2 separate regions of the Mus musculus genome follow, and region 2 is linked to region 1. The links are chromatin contacts, called in public Hi-C maps. All regions are on one chromosome and are shown on one strand. The core of a region is the stretch at or near the end of the contact, and the rest is flanking DNA. Distances in the headings are between cores, read along the strand shown.

The links. A called contact is a pair of places that touch in the nucleus more often than the background predicts.
Region 2: a contact with region 1 is called in a Hi-C map of liver, with 2.2 times the contacts expected there. The contact joins two enhancer-like sites. A contact is called at or near these places in 3 of 39 promoter capture datasets (the HPC-7 cell line, liver and neural stem cells), 9 of 484 Hi-C or Micro-C datasets (the HL-1 cell line, bone marrow-derived macrophages, liver and 3 more), 4 of 115 datasets of contacts at active chromatin or transcription factors (embryonic forebrain, embryonic stem cells, microglia and 1 more) and 2 of 9 other capture datasets (embryonic stem cells and pancreatic islet).

Annotation. Positions count from the first base shown.
Region 1 is chr1:170,457,300-170,464,390 of GRCm38.p6, reverse strand. All of the region lies in intron 2 of Nos1ap (nitric oxide synthase 1 (neuronal) adaptor protein), which reads left to right. Among named protein-coding and RNA genes, the nearest start is that of Gm46171, 80 kb to the left of the region's middle. Within about 2 kb of position 4,255, at least 40 of the 459 cell types and tissues checked have an H3K27ac peak or open chromatin away from gene starts, as enhancers often do. A contact at or near this core is called in liver, where this site is marked.
Region 2 is chr1:170,605,544-170,612,634 of GRCm38.p6, reverse strand. No RefSeq gene overlaps it. Among named protein-coding and RNA genes, the nearest start is that of Nos1ap, 19 kb to the right of the region's middle. Within about 2 kb of position 4,009, at least 20 of the 459 cell types and tissues checked have an H3K27ac peak or open chromatin away from gene starts, as enhancers often do. A contact at or near this core is called in liver, where this site is marked.

The DNA.
Region 1 (7,091 bases), core at 3,006-5,505:
TATTAAACTTTTCCCTGGCTGTCTCCTGTCTGACTCCCATGGTGTCTCGATGTTCCCTGTTTCATCTCCACTAAGCACGTGTTTTTATGTGGAAGTGTGGAACCCAAGGTATGCCTAACTCACTTTGGAAATGAGCGTGTGGCATTGGAGACTGGAAGGAGACAAGAGAGTAGGTTCTCTTGTCTTAGCTTGGTCTGCCATGGACCAGTGTCTTGAGTAGTAGAAATGCATTTTCTCAGAGCTACTGCCTTCTTGCTGTGTGTCTTAGTCGGGGTTTCTATTCCTGCACAAACATCATGACCAAGAAGCAAGTTGGAGAGGAAAGGGTTTATTCAGCTTACACTTTCCACATTGCTGTTCATCACCAAGGAAGTCAGGACTGGAACTCAAGCAGGTCAGGAAGCAGGAGCTGATGCAGAGGCCATGGAAGGATGTTTCTTACTGGCTTGCTTCCCCTGGCTTGCTCAGCTTGCTTTCTTATAGAATCCAAGACTACCAGCCGAGGGATGGCACCACCCACAATGGACCGTCTCCCCTTGATCACCAACTGAGAAAATGCCCCACAGCTGGATCTCATGGAGGCACTTCCCCAACTGAAGCTCCTTTCTCTGTGATAACTCCAGCCTGTGTCAAGTTGACACACAAAACCAACCAGTACACTGTGTCTTCACTTGGTCTTTCCTGGGCATATACAAATGGGGAGACGAGGGTGGGGGCGAGATAGATATCTTGTCTTATTCCTTAAAATTAAAAAAGAGTATTTATCATTGTGTGTGGGGGGGTGGGGGTGGGGAGAGGCGTGCCATCATGGCAGGTGTGTAGAAGTCACAGGACAACATGATCCAGTGAGCTCTCGTTTTCTACTCTGTGTTTGTTTTTCAAGACAGTATTTCTCTGGCTATTCGGGAACTCAACTTATGGAAAGAGAAATTTATTTTCTTGTAGCGAGGCTGGCCTCAAACTCACAGAGACCTGCCCTTCTGTCTTCAGAATGCTAGGACTAAAGGCATGTACCACCATGCCTGGCTTCCCTTTGACTTTATCCTGGGTTCTCACAGTCTAACTCGGGTCATCAGGGTCTGTGGGAAGCACTTTATCCCCTGAGGCATTGGGCTAGCCTCCTCTCCCTCTGAGGCATTGGGCTAGCCTCCTCTCCCTCTGAGGCATTGGGCTAGCCTCCTCTCCCTCTGAGGCATTGGGCTAGCCTCCTCTCCCTCTGAGGCATTGGGCTAGCCTCCTCTCCCTCTTCCGACAAGCCTGCAGCCTTATTGGATTAAGACATTCCCTACCTTGTTTAATCATTGTCCCGTAACAATTTACAATGACATTGAGGGTGAACGCTTCAATAGGCAGATTCAGGGACGTGTATAATTTAGTCCATGTTATTTGGTGTTTTCTTAGAAAACAGTAGCCAACTTTCTGGGGATACAAACAAACAAACAAACAAACTTAGCATCCTGGTTCTCTTCCCCTGGCATTTTCCTCACAATGTGGGAGCCTCTTACCTTCCTCTCCATGTAATTCTGTTCTCAAAAAAATAGCATACCATTTCCTCATTAAGAAAAACGGATAAGGGTGTAGGTTTTATACATGTCATGCCATGGACATGTGGGAAGCTAAATTAAGGCTGTCCACCAGGGTGGCTTGTGTTTTAAGTTAGTCCTGTTGGCCTTCCTCTCCTTAAAGATGATTTTTCTAAAGACAAAAACAAAGACTCTAAAAGATGAAATGGCTGGAATGAGATCCAAAGAATACTTAGCCTAGCTCCTCATCTCTGGTTGATAGTGCGGTGGTGAACTTCTGGGCAGATATACGGAAGGAGATATTTTGCCTAGATTGTCGAGTCACCCTCTTTTGTTCTGCTTTGTGTTTGAAGGGACAGTGAGAGGCAAGTCAGCTCTCCCTCCAGCCTCTGCTAGCAAGGTTTCCATGGTATTTGTCTTAGTTTCAAACCTTCTGAAGTTCTAAAACATCATGACAAAAGCCACTTTAGGGAGAAAGGGTTCATTTAACTCTCAGTTTCAGGTTACACAGTCCGTCATGCTGGGGGAAATCCCAGAGGCAAACTGGAAACAGCTGGTTCCTTTAAGTCCACAGTCAGAAGAGAGGAATGAGTTTTTGCATGCTAGTTTAGCTGACTCCCTCTTAGACAGGCAGGGAAATGCTAGGATGTAGAGGGGAAAGAAGTTAGCTTGTCCCACCTGCAAGTAGATTAGTCCCCTAAGACCTGCTCAACAAGAGGGAAAGCATGTCTGGTACTGGTAACCTAGCCTAACTACTCAGTGCTAGTGAAGCATCTACAGCTACTACCTTACTAAACTAGCATAATCCCTAGCAACAATTTATAAACACTTTCCCATGTACCTCAGATAAGTGTATTCTTCACCCCTCATCAAGAAAAATTCCCTTTGCAACAGAAACCATTACAGAAAACCACAACGAATGAAAATGCAAAGTTATAGACCTCAGTCCCAATGAATACATCTACAAACTCATGTCTAAAGCTGGGGAATTATTCATGAAGAAGGAAAGGAAAGATTGATTGTAAGAGCCAGGTGTTTGGGGAGTTTGCTGTCAGATTGTGTCTCCTAGAAATGCCAGAAGCTACACACCCATAAAGTCTCACCAACATGTCTGCCCAAATGACAGCTGAACCAACCAGAATGACACCAAAGGACATGTCAGTGTGGACCGGAAAAGTGCTCAAGGGCCGAACCCTACACAAAGAACTATAGGCAACTGAGAAAAGTTGGGAGCAGGAGAGATGGTTTTCCAATGGTTGTCCAGTGTCAAATGGTCAACCCTGAAGACATACATACAGTTAACATTATATAGACTCAGCATGTTATGCTTAGGGATATATATGTATATATATTTAGGGATATCTGCATATGTTTATACATAAAGTCATGCCATAACCATCAATGAAAAAAGCCATGAATTTGAAGGAGATTGGAAGAGTTTGGAGGGAGGAAAGGGAAGGGAGAAGTGTTGTAATTATAATCACCAACATAAAAAAAATAAGAAAACAAAGCACAGTCCTCTCTGTACATCTGTACATCTGTATGCTCCTCCCTCACATCCTCATCAACAGGTAAAGATCGGGGACCTCTGAGCAGCTGAGGATTGGGGTGGGCGATATGTAGGCTCTGAGTCTGTCTTCTTCCCCCAAACCTGGTAACAGACGTGCATTTAGAAATGGTAGGGAAACAGAAGCCCACAAGGTGACAGCAGATGGTAACTGTGAGAAGCTTAGATTTTTGTAAGGCAAAACAGTTTAGGAGACCTAACCATGGGTGGAGATCTGGGAAAGAGGCAGTGGGATGAGAGAGGGGTGACATGTGGCGTGTCTAGGAAGATTGTCCCCTGTCCCCATTCTGCTCAGGTCGTTCTTACACCCTGGACCCTCCCTGGACTTCTGCTGTTGCTATATAACTAGTGTACCTTAGTCATACTTACGTACAATATACAGTTCACAGACAATACCAGTTACTTGGAGTCTGGAGACTACTTTGAAAGCTTCTTTATGGCTACTTTGAGTTTATAGCCACAAACTACAGACTGTTGCCCAGCGTAACCATTTCTGACTATTCTGTAATATGGCACAGTGGAGGTAGGGTATTATGTCTGGGCAAAGTGGGTGGTTGGTATCCCTGGACATCGGGGCAGAACAGGCTGCTCCCCCTAGTCTCCAGGAATCTATATACAGTTAGGGAGTCCTGGAGAGCCTGGAACCCAGGTCTGTTTCCTTAGGAAGTGAACATGTGATCACGACCCCTTCATTAGTTCCATCCACATTTAAATAGTATTTAAGTAGATTGGCAACACTCATCCCTACCACTGGCCATAATAACCACCTTCATTTCCTGTGCACAACCTTTCCCTCTTTAATAATCAGCTCCTTTGTTTTACTCCTTTTGTTCAGTGGTGGATATACTGGGTACTGCCAGCTCACAGGAGTTTCCCACTGACCCTGTGCAGGCCTATTTGCTGGCAGATTACTCACCTGGAGTTGCCTGAAGCAGGAAGCTGAGCCTTCCACCTTCACTCTGACTGTTTTAGTGAAGGAGGTTGTGCCAGCCCCCCTCCCCGCCCCCTGATTGACATCTGATTGTCCAGTCCATGCTATGCAGTGAACTGGGTAGTTTTGAAGTTCTCTACTGGATGAATTATGAGCTTTCTTGACTTTGGTCAGGATGCCTGGAGTCTGTCCCAGCTTGGGCAGGTGCTGTGCCAACCTCCCTGGCATGTGCCCGTGCCAGCGGATTTTACTATTGACCCATAGCTCTCCCTTGGAAATACCAAGCATGGGTCTCTGGAGAAGGCTCTGCCACTCGTGTAGCTCTCAAAGGCTGCCTTTGTCTAGAGGCATGCCTGTCTCAATGGAGCCTGATAAATAGCCAGCTCATTTCTCCTGTAAACTGAAATGAAAGAGCCTCGCCTGCTTGAAGTGACTTTCCTTGTCTCCTCTCATATTCTTTGTTCAAGTTTATTTAATGAATATCTGTTTAACTCCATGGATCTAGTGCTGTGCCAGGCACTATAATGGGGGACAGAGAAGTAGAAGTTTGTAGTCCCTGCCCTCCAGGACCTAAGATGTCTGGAGGACGTGGTGAAAACATGGTATGTGCACATCAAAACCATCAAAGGCCATATAAAATTGAAATCAATTAAATGTCAAGTAAACGTGTTGTCCTTTTGTTATTTTTCGGGGGCCAGGGTTGTTATTGTTATTGTTGTTGTTGTTGTGGGGTTTTTTGGTGTGCATCATGGGCTTAATTTCTATTGCCCATAGTGTTCAGAGGAAGCCCTTTTGTTCAGTCCTTTTAAGGTACTGATTTGCTAAGTCATTCATTCATTCATTCATTCATTCATTCATTCATCCATTCATTGCCAATGTCACATGTATCCTTTACCAAGCTCTGTGCTAGATGCTGGGGAGATGTGTGTGCAATGTGGTCCTCTCCAGGCTCAGTCGATTGGAGGTGAGGGAGAAAGATAAGGACACAGAATAGCAGTCATTGCTGTACCAGAGGCCGGAATAAAGCATCCTGCAAACAAGAGGATGGAAGAGCTGCTTTGCATCTGGGTTTTGATTTGACTTGATAATTTGTCTTCTCTTCAAAATAGCTCTCAGTGTTCCCCTTCTCTGCCCACCACTCAGATGGCTGAACAATCTCCGTCTTCTACCAGCCCACTGGTCTCGCTCCTGTTGTGAGGTCCTTTACTCCATGAGTCCTTGCATCTCCCCCTACCTCTCCTCTCATATCAGATATTTACTGTTCTCCAATGTGCCTAGGAAACATCTTACAGAGTTATCATTTTGCTTACTTTTTGTATCTAAACTATTATAAACTAGTATAAGGAATGGCTGACAGCTCATGGGGTTTCTGACTCTATGTTTAGATTTGCATATTTCTCCTGCATAGCGTAGTTGCTTGCCTTGAGTTACCAATACGCCATTGTTATTAATGAATTCTTAACATTATTTTGGATTGTCACTTTCTTCCTCTCTCTAGGGCTCAGCAGATGGAATAGTAAGAATAATAAAATATTATTCTGATTTTGCCCCTGTCAGCTGTAATATCTTATGTTTTCCTTAAGACTTTCCCCAAGAATTTGTGAGTGTCCCTGGTAGATATCTCATTTTTTTCTCAAGGCTAGGTAAGTTTAGGATGCCTTCAGCTATGGTGCCTGCATGAACTCTCAGCCAAAGAGTCAACAAGTCCCAGGATGTACCTCCCTGAGGACCTGAGACTTGCTGTCTCAGAGTTGGGGCTAGTGCCCTGCTGTGGCTCTGGTACTGCACTGTTTGAAACTGCCTTGCTGGCATGTTAGTGACCTTGCTGACCCTTATTGAAGTGAGATCACCTTAACCTGCTGCACTGCGCTGGATTCATTGCGTGAGCCCAGAGCCATTGTCTGTGGTTCTCAGACTTCTCCATGGTCTTTCCCTGAGATGTAAATGTGAGAACCAGGATGCCAACCCGGTGGCAGTCTGAGTAGCGGGTGATACGTTATGCTCGGAACTGCCCTGTGTTTGGTTCAAGCTTGAGCTTTCCATTCTCTTGCCCCAGAAGAATAGATTCTTCCAACAGGTCCTCCTGTCCATCATCTGGATGGCTCCTGACAGAATGGCCTCCTGGATCCTTCACTTACCCTCAGATCAGCTTGATTCTTCCAGTGAATGCACTGTAGGCTCAAAGGAGATAGTGCAATCTTCTTTCAGAACATTGGGAGAACAGGGGAGAAAGAAAATGACAACTCACTATCTTTATCTTGGCTGTATTTCTGCCAGCTTTTTTAATGTAAGTATTCATTCTGTAACTGTACCATGTAGCTTTTAGGCCATCCCCAGTGTGTGTGTGTGTGGGGGGGTGGTGGTGGTGGTGGTTTGTGTGCAGCTTCTGGTGTGTTTGCCGGTGTGTGGTATGGTAAGGAGAGCCAGTGCAGGGCCCTCATGTGTACCTCTGTTTCTTTCTCAGAATTCCTGTCCCGATCATCACTCTTGGGCCAGTGACATTTGTTTACATTCCTTTGCCTCTGCCCTATGCTCATTCCTCAGATGCCTTCTGGGGTTGCTTGCTCGGTGTGGCTCACTATCCTGAGCTACCAGTCTCCCATTCCTACCCTACCCTTTTCCTAAAAACCCCTGCTGGATACGTCCTCTAGCCCACCTACCAAGAGAAAAACCTAAAATAGGAATTCAGAAAGAAGCCTCAGATGGGGCTGGAGCTTGTCTCGGGGTCTGTGTTAGGCAAACTCTCCAGGTTAAAGCTATAGAGGAATAGGTACTGCTGATAGGAAAGCATTGATAAATTGATTTGTTGATAATCTCATATTCTCTCTCTCTCTCTCTCTCTCTCTCTCTCTCTCTCTCTCTCTCTCTCTCTCTCTCTCTCTCTCTCTTTCTCTCTCTCTCATAGTGACTTTACATTGCCTGGGCTAACCTTGAACTCATGATCATCCTGCCTTAGCCTCCAGAGTCGCTAGGGGTCATAGGTGTGCGCTGTTAAGCTTCACTATGGTTGTTTTCGTCTGTGCCTCAGTGATCATGGAACTCTTTCCCTGTAGCGTGGATCTGATATTTT
Region 2 (7,091 bases), core at 2,760-5,259, 150 kb before region 1:
TTGCGGCCTTTGAAAGTGTACCTGTTTTGGGCACTATCTCAGTGTCACTAGAAATGTGAAGTTATGACCAAGATGGCTGGCCTAGAAGTATAATGCCTATAGCAACAAAGAAGGAAAATGAGACTCACGCAGTAGATTAAGGGTGGAAAGCTTGGATGATCTTAGTGGAACAAACAGAGCATAAGCAGGGTTTTGGGCTCACTCAGGCTCCATTGAAACCTGGACCTTTGTCTCAGATGAGCTTTCTCTTCACACTCGAGTCCCACACAATGCTCTGCCTCACAGTGACTCACTGGTGTGAGAAGAGAAAACACACGTATGTAGTAGCATTGCTCCTGCATGCGTCAGCCAGGTGAAAGCAAGCAAGCACTGAAGGGCTGGCCCTGGCTGAGGCTGGAAAATGAACAAGGAGGCACAAGCTATGGAGGAAACTCTTTTGTGAAAAGAGAATGTTCCGGCAAGCAGGGGCCCTGGGTCACAGTCCCAAAGTGAGCAGTATGCAGGTTGGACTTGGGATCCAGGCCATTGCAAAGGACACAAGACACTATGTGGAGAGTGATAGAGAGGGTAGTCTTCCCTGCTGTGGTCGCCATACACCAGATGGTGAGAGGAGGTGTGAACTTCTGGATTTCATTGTCACTATGCTGGGGACAACATAAACATTGGGCATTTTGTCTTGTAGTGATGTCAGGTGACCCATGGAGCAGTGAAGCAAGAATGATGTTGGGAGAAGAAAATTGCTCAGAGAGCCTCGGAGTCAATGGGGCCTCTGGGAGCTGTTCTAGAAGGCTTTGCCATCCTAGATTAGCCATCCCTGCTTCCCCAGGGGAACCGTAGAGAAGCAACTTATGTTTCCTTTGGTCTTGGCTTTATAGCTGGTCCTCTTTCCAGAAAGCTCCCCCCACAAAGGGAAGGACAGCAAGTTTACAGAGCAGGTGACAGAACCTGAGGACTAAGGAAAAGGAAGCCCTGGACAGGCTCCTGTGGACAGGCGTGTCTCATCTCCAACCCTGACCCCACTGTTATTACATCTACCTACCTGCTGGGCTGGCCTCCAAACTTGAGCCCACAGTTACATCTACCTGACCTTGGAAAATCTCATAACCCACCTGAGCCTCAGTTTCCTTGTCTACATGAGGGTGGGGGTGGGGGGGGTACCACGATTGCCTCTCCCTCAGAAGTTTCTCATGAGGATCAGCCGAGGTAATGAATTAAAGAGAACTTTGTATGCTCTAAGAAGTGGTTGGACATAAGTCGATCTAAAAGACAGACAGAAGCAGTGGGTATGTATCAGAGAATCAGAATTATTATTCCTCCCATTCTGTGTTTTGGAGAACCCCGAGGTGTTGCCAGAACCCCTTCTAATGGGTGACTGCAGGTGCTGAAGAACTGGGGTTGTAAGAGGCTCAAGAGTGCTCTATATGCGGCTTAAACCCTTGCGTCTGTCTTCACCAGTCTGGTATGGTACTCTAACTGGCTGGCAGAAATCACTTTTTGTCATAAGCTGGGGGCGGTGGTGTGTGGCTGAAGGAGACCTACACATATTGCTTGTAGTTCTCTATTTTGTACAGGAGAACTCCTTCTACCTGGTTTGGTTTCCTACCACTTGTGGCAATCAACAGTAGTAACTGGAAAACCAGTAGGCCACAAATACCTCCCTAGAATACCAGTCTATCCCAGCTACATACTGTGGTTAAATAACCAGGTGAAACAGTCACTCACAGGCAAGTCTAGTCACAGGGCCTAGGAAGAGATATCCTTGGGACTATATTACCAAATTGCCACATCTGGGGTTTGTTTGTTTGATTGGTTTGGGGGGGGGGGCGTGTACGCACACGGGGTAGGAGGCACAATCTAAAAAAGGATCTTGTGGTCCAGTGGTCTTGGACTTGTTATGTAGATGAAGATAACCTTACTCATGATTATCTGTCTCTACCTCCCAGGACTAGGTTACAGTCTTGGGCTACTATGCCAGGTTTAAATTGGATTGGAACCCAGGGACATGCTTGGTAAGCACTCTGTCAACTGAGCCACATCCTGAGCCCTAAAATACATCTCTGAAAGTCTGGGTGACCCTTCTTGCATGCATGAGGTTAACACTCAGTCACTGGGCTCCATCTCCAGGTCCTGGGCGGGCCCTCTTATCTAAGTGCACCACTAATGCAGTCATGATGGGCCTTGGACAGCAAGTGTCTGTTAGGAGCTCACAACGTGATAAGAAATGTGATACATACTTATAAGTAATGCATGATGTCATTGTTTTAAAACATTTATTTTGGTAAAATATACTTAACAAAATTCATCTTAGCAGCCGTTTCCTTCTTTGGAAGATCAGATTCATGTTAATCAAGAGGGAGAAAGGAAGGGGGAAAGGAAATCTACTCTGCTAAAGTTCTCCCAGCATGGCACAAAACTCCCAAGGATCTGGCCTTCAGTTGTGTGTTGGGGCCAGGGGCAGTGAGTGCAAGACCGTGGTTCCAACAAGCAAAGAGGCAGAAGATGCGGTCCTCCCCATCTCAGGCCCCAGACTCAGCCCACTCTCCAGCCCTTGAGCTCTGCAAGTTCAGTGTGCTCCTGGCCCGGGTTCTGCCTCTTCGCCACAAACACCCTCCGTCCTGACAGGGTTAGCAGAAACATGTGTTCTCCACAGACCACAGACAGGCACTTGAAGTGATGCTTGTGTTATGCTTCGATACAGCCAGAAGCCACAGACTAACCCGCTCCAAAATGGTGCTGGCTGCTTGCTTGCCATTGTCAAGTACCCAAGTACCTAGTTTAATATCTAGCATCCCCAAGGTTTATCCAGGTGTTGAGTTCCTCCCTCCCTCCCTCCCTCCCTCCCTCCCTCCCTCTTTCTTTCTTTCTTTCTTTCTTTCTTTCTTTCTTTCTTTCTTTCTTTCTTTCTTTCTTTCTTTCTTTCTTTCTTTCTTTCTTCCTTCCTTCCTTCCTTCCTTCCTTCCTTCCTTCCTTCCTTCCTTCCTTCCTTCCTTCCTTCCTTCCTTCCTTTCTTTCTTTCTTTCTTTCTTTCTTTCTTTCTTTCTTTCTTTCTTTCTTTCTTTCTTTCTTTCTTTCTATGCTTTTTTAGGTTTTGGACACCTAAAAGGACTTCACCATGCAGCACTAGCTGGCTTGGAAACATACCTAAGTTGCTATATAGAGCAGGCTGCTCTTGAACCTGCAATGATCCTCTTATCTCCTGCTCTTGAGCGCCGGAGTGTTAGATCTGCACCCCCACTCCCAGCTAAGAGTTATCTTCATTTTCTTATCTTTTCTCTCATTATTTTGTTTTGTGTTTATGTGTAAGGTTGTTTTGCCTGCATGTACTTCAGTGTACCCCACCCATGCCTGGTCAGAGGTCACAGAGGTCAGAAGAGGAGTCAGATCCCCTGGCACTGGGATTGCAGATGCTTGTGAGCCACCATGTGGGTGCTGGGAACTGAACCTGGCTCCTCTGGAACAGAAACGGTCTCCCCAGCCCCAGGAATTATTTTCTTTTTAGGGTTAATTAATCATGTATATACAACATATTACATTTATCTTCTTATAGATATTTGCTGTTGGAGTCATGTGTGTGTGTGTGCATGTGTGTCTGTCTGTCTGTCTGCTTGTCTCTCCATTGTATATGTCTATAACTATATTTGTGTACAGTATATCTAGTGAGTATCTCTACATGAGCAAATGCAGAAACAATCCCATGGACAAGTTAGACTTTATCATTTTTTCTGTATGATCTCAAAATGAGGAACAACATTTTCCTTTCTCTTTCTCTCTAACGGCTGTAACAGGAGAGGGAAGGCCTTTGTGGAGTGCTCTTCCTTTCTGGCCAGAGATGTATAGTCATAGGACAGAGGTCTGAGTTCAGGAGAGGCGTGAAGCCTGGCTCATGTCCTCCTAAACCTCTATGCTTAAGGTCCTGGAGTTAATTTGGGAAAGGCCCAAGAGCTCACTGGACAACTGAACAGGACTCAGCTGGTAGAGCAAAAGTCAACATGCATTTGGAGAGGAGGTTCTGGTCTCAAGCACATGGACCAATAGCAGCAGCCTGATTGGCTCTGCTCTCTGTCCAGAATGATCTTTTCTGTTCTTGCTTATGAAAGTAATAGAATTCCTCAGTGCTGGGCTCAAATACTGCATCCTTCGTGACACTTTCCCTGGTTCTACATCCCCCACCCCCACCTCTAGCTGCCACACAGAATACCTCACCTATTCTTTAGTTTCTGGAGTCACTTTGACCCCTTAGTTTTTCTGTTTTATTTCTGTACCATGTAAATACCTGCATACCAGTCCTGTCTGGTCATTTAGAGAGGGTTTTGCTATGTAGCCCTGGCTGGCCTTGAACTCATGGCATTGTCTTGCCTCAGTTTCCTAGGTTGGGATTACAGGCATGCACTGCTATTCTGGGGCTGTGAGGTCAGTGTTAACTCCTTGTTTAGATCAAGGTGAATTTCTTGAGAAGAGAAATTATTTCATCTATTTTTTTATTGTCCAGTACAGAGTTAGCAACTAGCAAATATCGACTGACCATGTGGCCAGAAATCTTATGTAACAACGGCATCTGTTAGGTGTTCCCTAAATTCATGCATAATGAGGTAACATCGATCTCCAAGCACCTGGTAAATACAAGAAAAATTTTCCCTGTCTTTGGGATTCAGCTTGAAACCAGCTTCATGAAATCCTTCATTCAATAAAACCTGTCAAAACTTTCATGGGAATAACTATAAAAGTGCCTTGGGTATCCATTGCCCAGGCCTCAAATGGACTCAGGTAGATCTTAATTGTGACCAAATATGGCATTCATTTGTTTTTTCAATTGGCCTCCAAAAGAACTTGAATGTCACAGAATAGTACATGTTTGTTGACTTTAGATGGTCTTAGTTAGAAGATAGGACCAGTTAGGAAATTTCCTTTCATCAGCGGAATGAGTATTGATTTTACATTGATGGATTGATTGTGGCCATGTGTACCACAATACTGTGTGGAGGTCAGAGAACAACTTACAAGGGTTGGTTCTCCCTTTCTTGCATGAAGGTCCCAGGGGTCAAAATCTGGTCAGCAGGCTTGGTTGACAGGTCCTTTTATCTGCTGAGCCATACTGCAGGTCTAAGTTTTAATTTTTTTATTTTTGACAAGGGGTCTTTGTGTAGCCCAGGGTGACCTCAGAGTCACAACGTACCTGGAGTTGACCTTTAGTCTCTGGTCAACCTGCTCTCTCTCCCGTGTGCTGGGATTACAGTTATGTGGTACTCAGATCAAACTCAGGGTTTTAGGCAAACACTCTGAACTGAGCAATGTTGTTGCGGGAAGTATTACAAATACAACTGCCAAGTTCCCATGCTCCATCCAACTACTCTCTACCCGCCAACTCTCCGGCGGGGCCAGAGCTGCAGAGTTCCCTTCGTTGCCACGCCAGCCCCATGCAATGACCATCCACCCTGTGGTCAGCCACCACAACACCCAGTAACCCTGTAGAAACAAAACTCTAGAAGCTTTCCATTAACAAGGCAGATTTATATATCAATAAAGTCTCAATTCACAAGATGCTCACACAATAATTTCAGGGTCAATTGATAATGATACAAGCTGCCACCTAGATTAGACAAGTTATCCCAATTACTGTATCCTTTATGATATCATATCTACCTGTGGCTATTTAAAGCCACCCTGGTTCAGGATCTTCTTCCATGGTCCATCCTCCATCTTACTTTCCTCCCCCCTCCTCCAAGTCACTCTTTGTCCTTGCAACTCTTCTCTTCACCTCCCTTTTCCCTGTTCAATCACAGGCCTTCTGCTGCACTAATATTTTAATGTAATTGGACAGGGAAAATCCTGCCACACGACATTCCTAGCCTGAGGTCAAGGGACAACACTGTGACGTCCGTTCTTCCACTATGGAGGTCTTGAGGATTGAACTCAGGTTGTCAGTCTTGGCAACAAGTACCTTCAACCCCTGGGCCTTCTTGTAGGCCCATCCCTATCCATCTCTTGAACATCTTCATCATCCTGAACACTTTGTATCCATTAAACTGCATCTTATTTAAGGGGAATAATAGAGTGTCTATCTTTTTGCAACCCACTTGTTTCACTTAGCTCTCAAGGTTGATCCATGTTGAAGCATAGGCCAAGATCTTTCTCCTTTTTTTGAGGCTATAACCCTCTTTCATGTAGTCACCATGATTCTTGTTTTTGTTGTTTATCTATTCATCCTTTAACAGACAAATTGACTTGCTTTTTACTTTTTGGAAGGCTTTGGTGGCTATTGGTGCTATGAACACAGGTCTATAAATATACACGTCAAATAAATACCTACCTGTTCTGAGAGGAGAGTGCTTTGATCACTTACTCATGTGCTCCTTGGCAAATCGTATAACCATGGCAACTTCTACTAACTCATATATTTGATTCATTAGCCAATTCCATTCCATCTTGGTAAGGACTTTTCCTGGGTTGCTGTGTACAGCAGATACACAATATAGGAAGTGGTAGGAATTATGCTGTCATCTCAAGAAAGGTGATGGAGGCCTCTGGGAGATGAGTGGACTATAGTGGCTCAATGTGTTCATGTGGACCAAAATCAAGATTTGTTTATGGAGATCTCATTGGGCTCCGCTCACCCTGACCCCCTCACAGTTCCAGCCGTTAGAATGGGATGCTTTTCCAAAAAGGTATGAATGCGAGTAACATTTGTTCTGAATTAAACTTGGCTGCTGTTAAGGTGTTATCATGTCCGTGGAGCTCGGATTACAGAGGCTGCCTTCAGCCAGCGAGTAGCATGGGGAAGTTTGCACGGGGAAGTTGCTCAGAGAGGTGGAAAATTCTGAGGCCCCTCCCGTGTGATTGCAAGAAAAATGCTCGGAGTGGTGTGGAGAGGGGCCAGCTGGGGATGTCAAGGGATTTATAAAAGAGATTACAGGACCTTTTAAGGGAATGAGGCAGCTGCTAATGATGGAAAACTGCTAAGGCCGAATCTGAATGCCTGCCTCATTGGCTGTTTCTCCTGAGGTGCCTGCAACTGTGGAAAAAACGGATCACGCCATCGCCTTTGTGTGAAGTTCAAAGAGACACACCGGAATGTGGGGAGCAGAACCTATTTC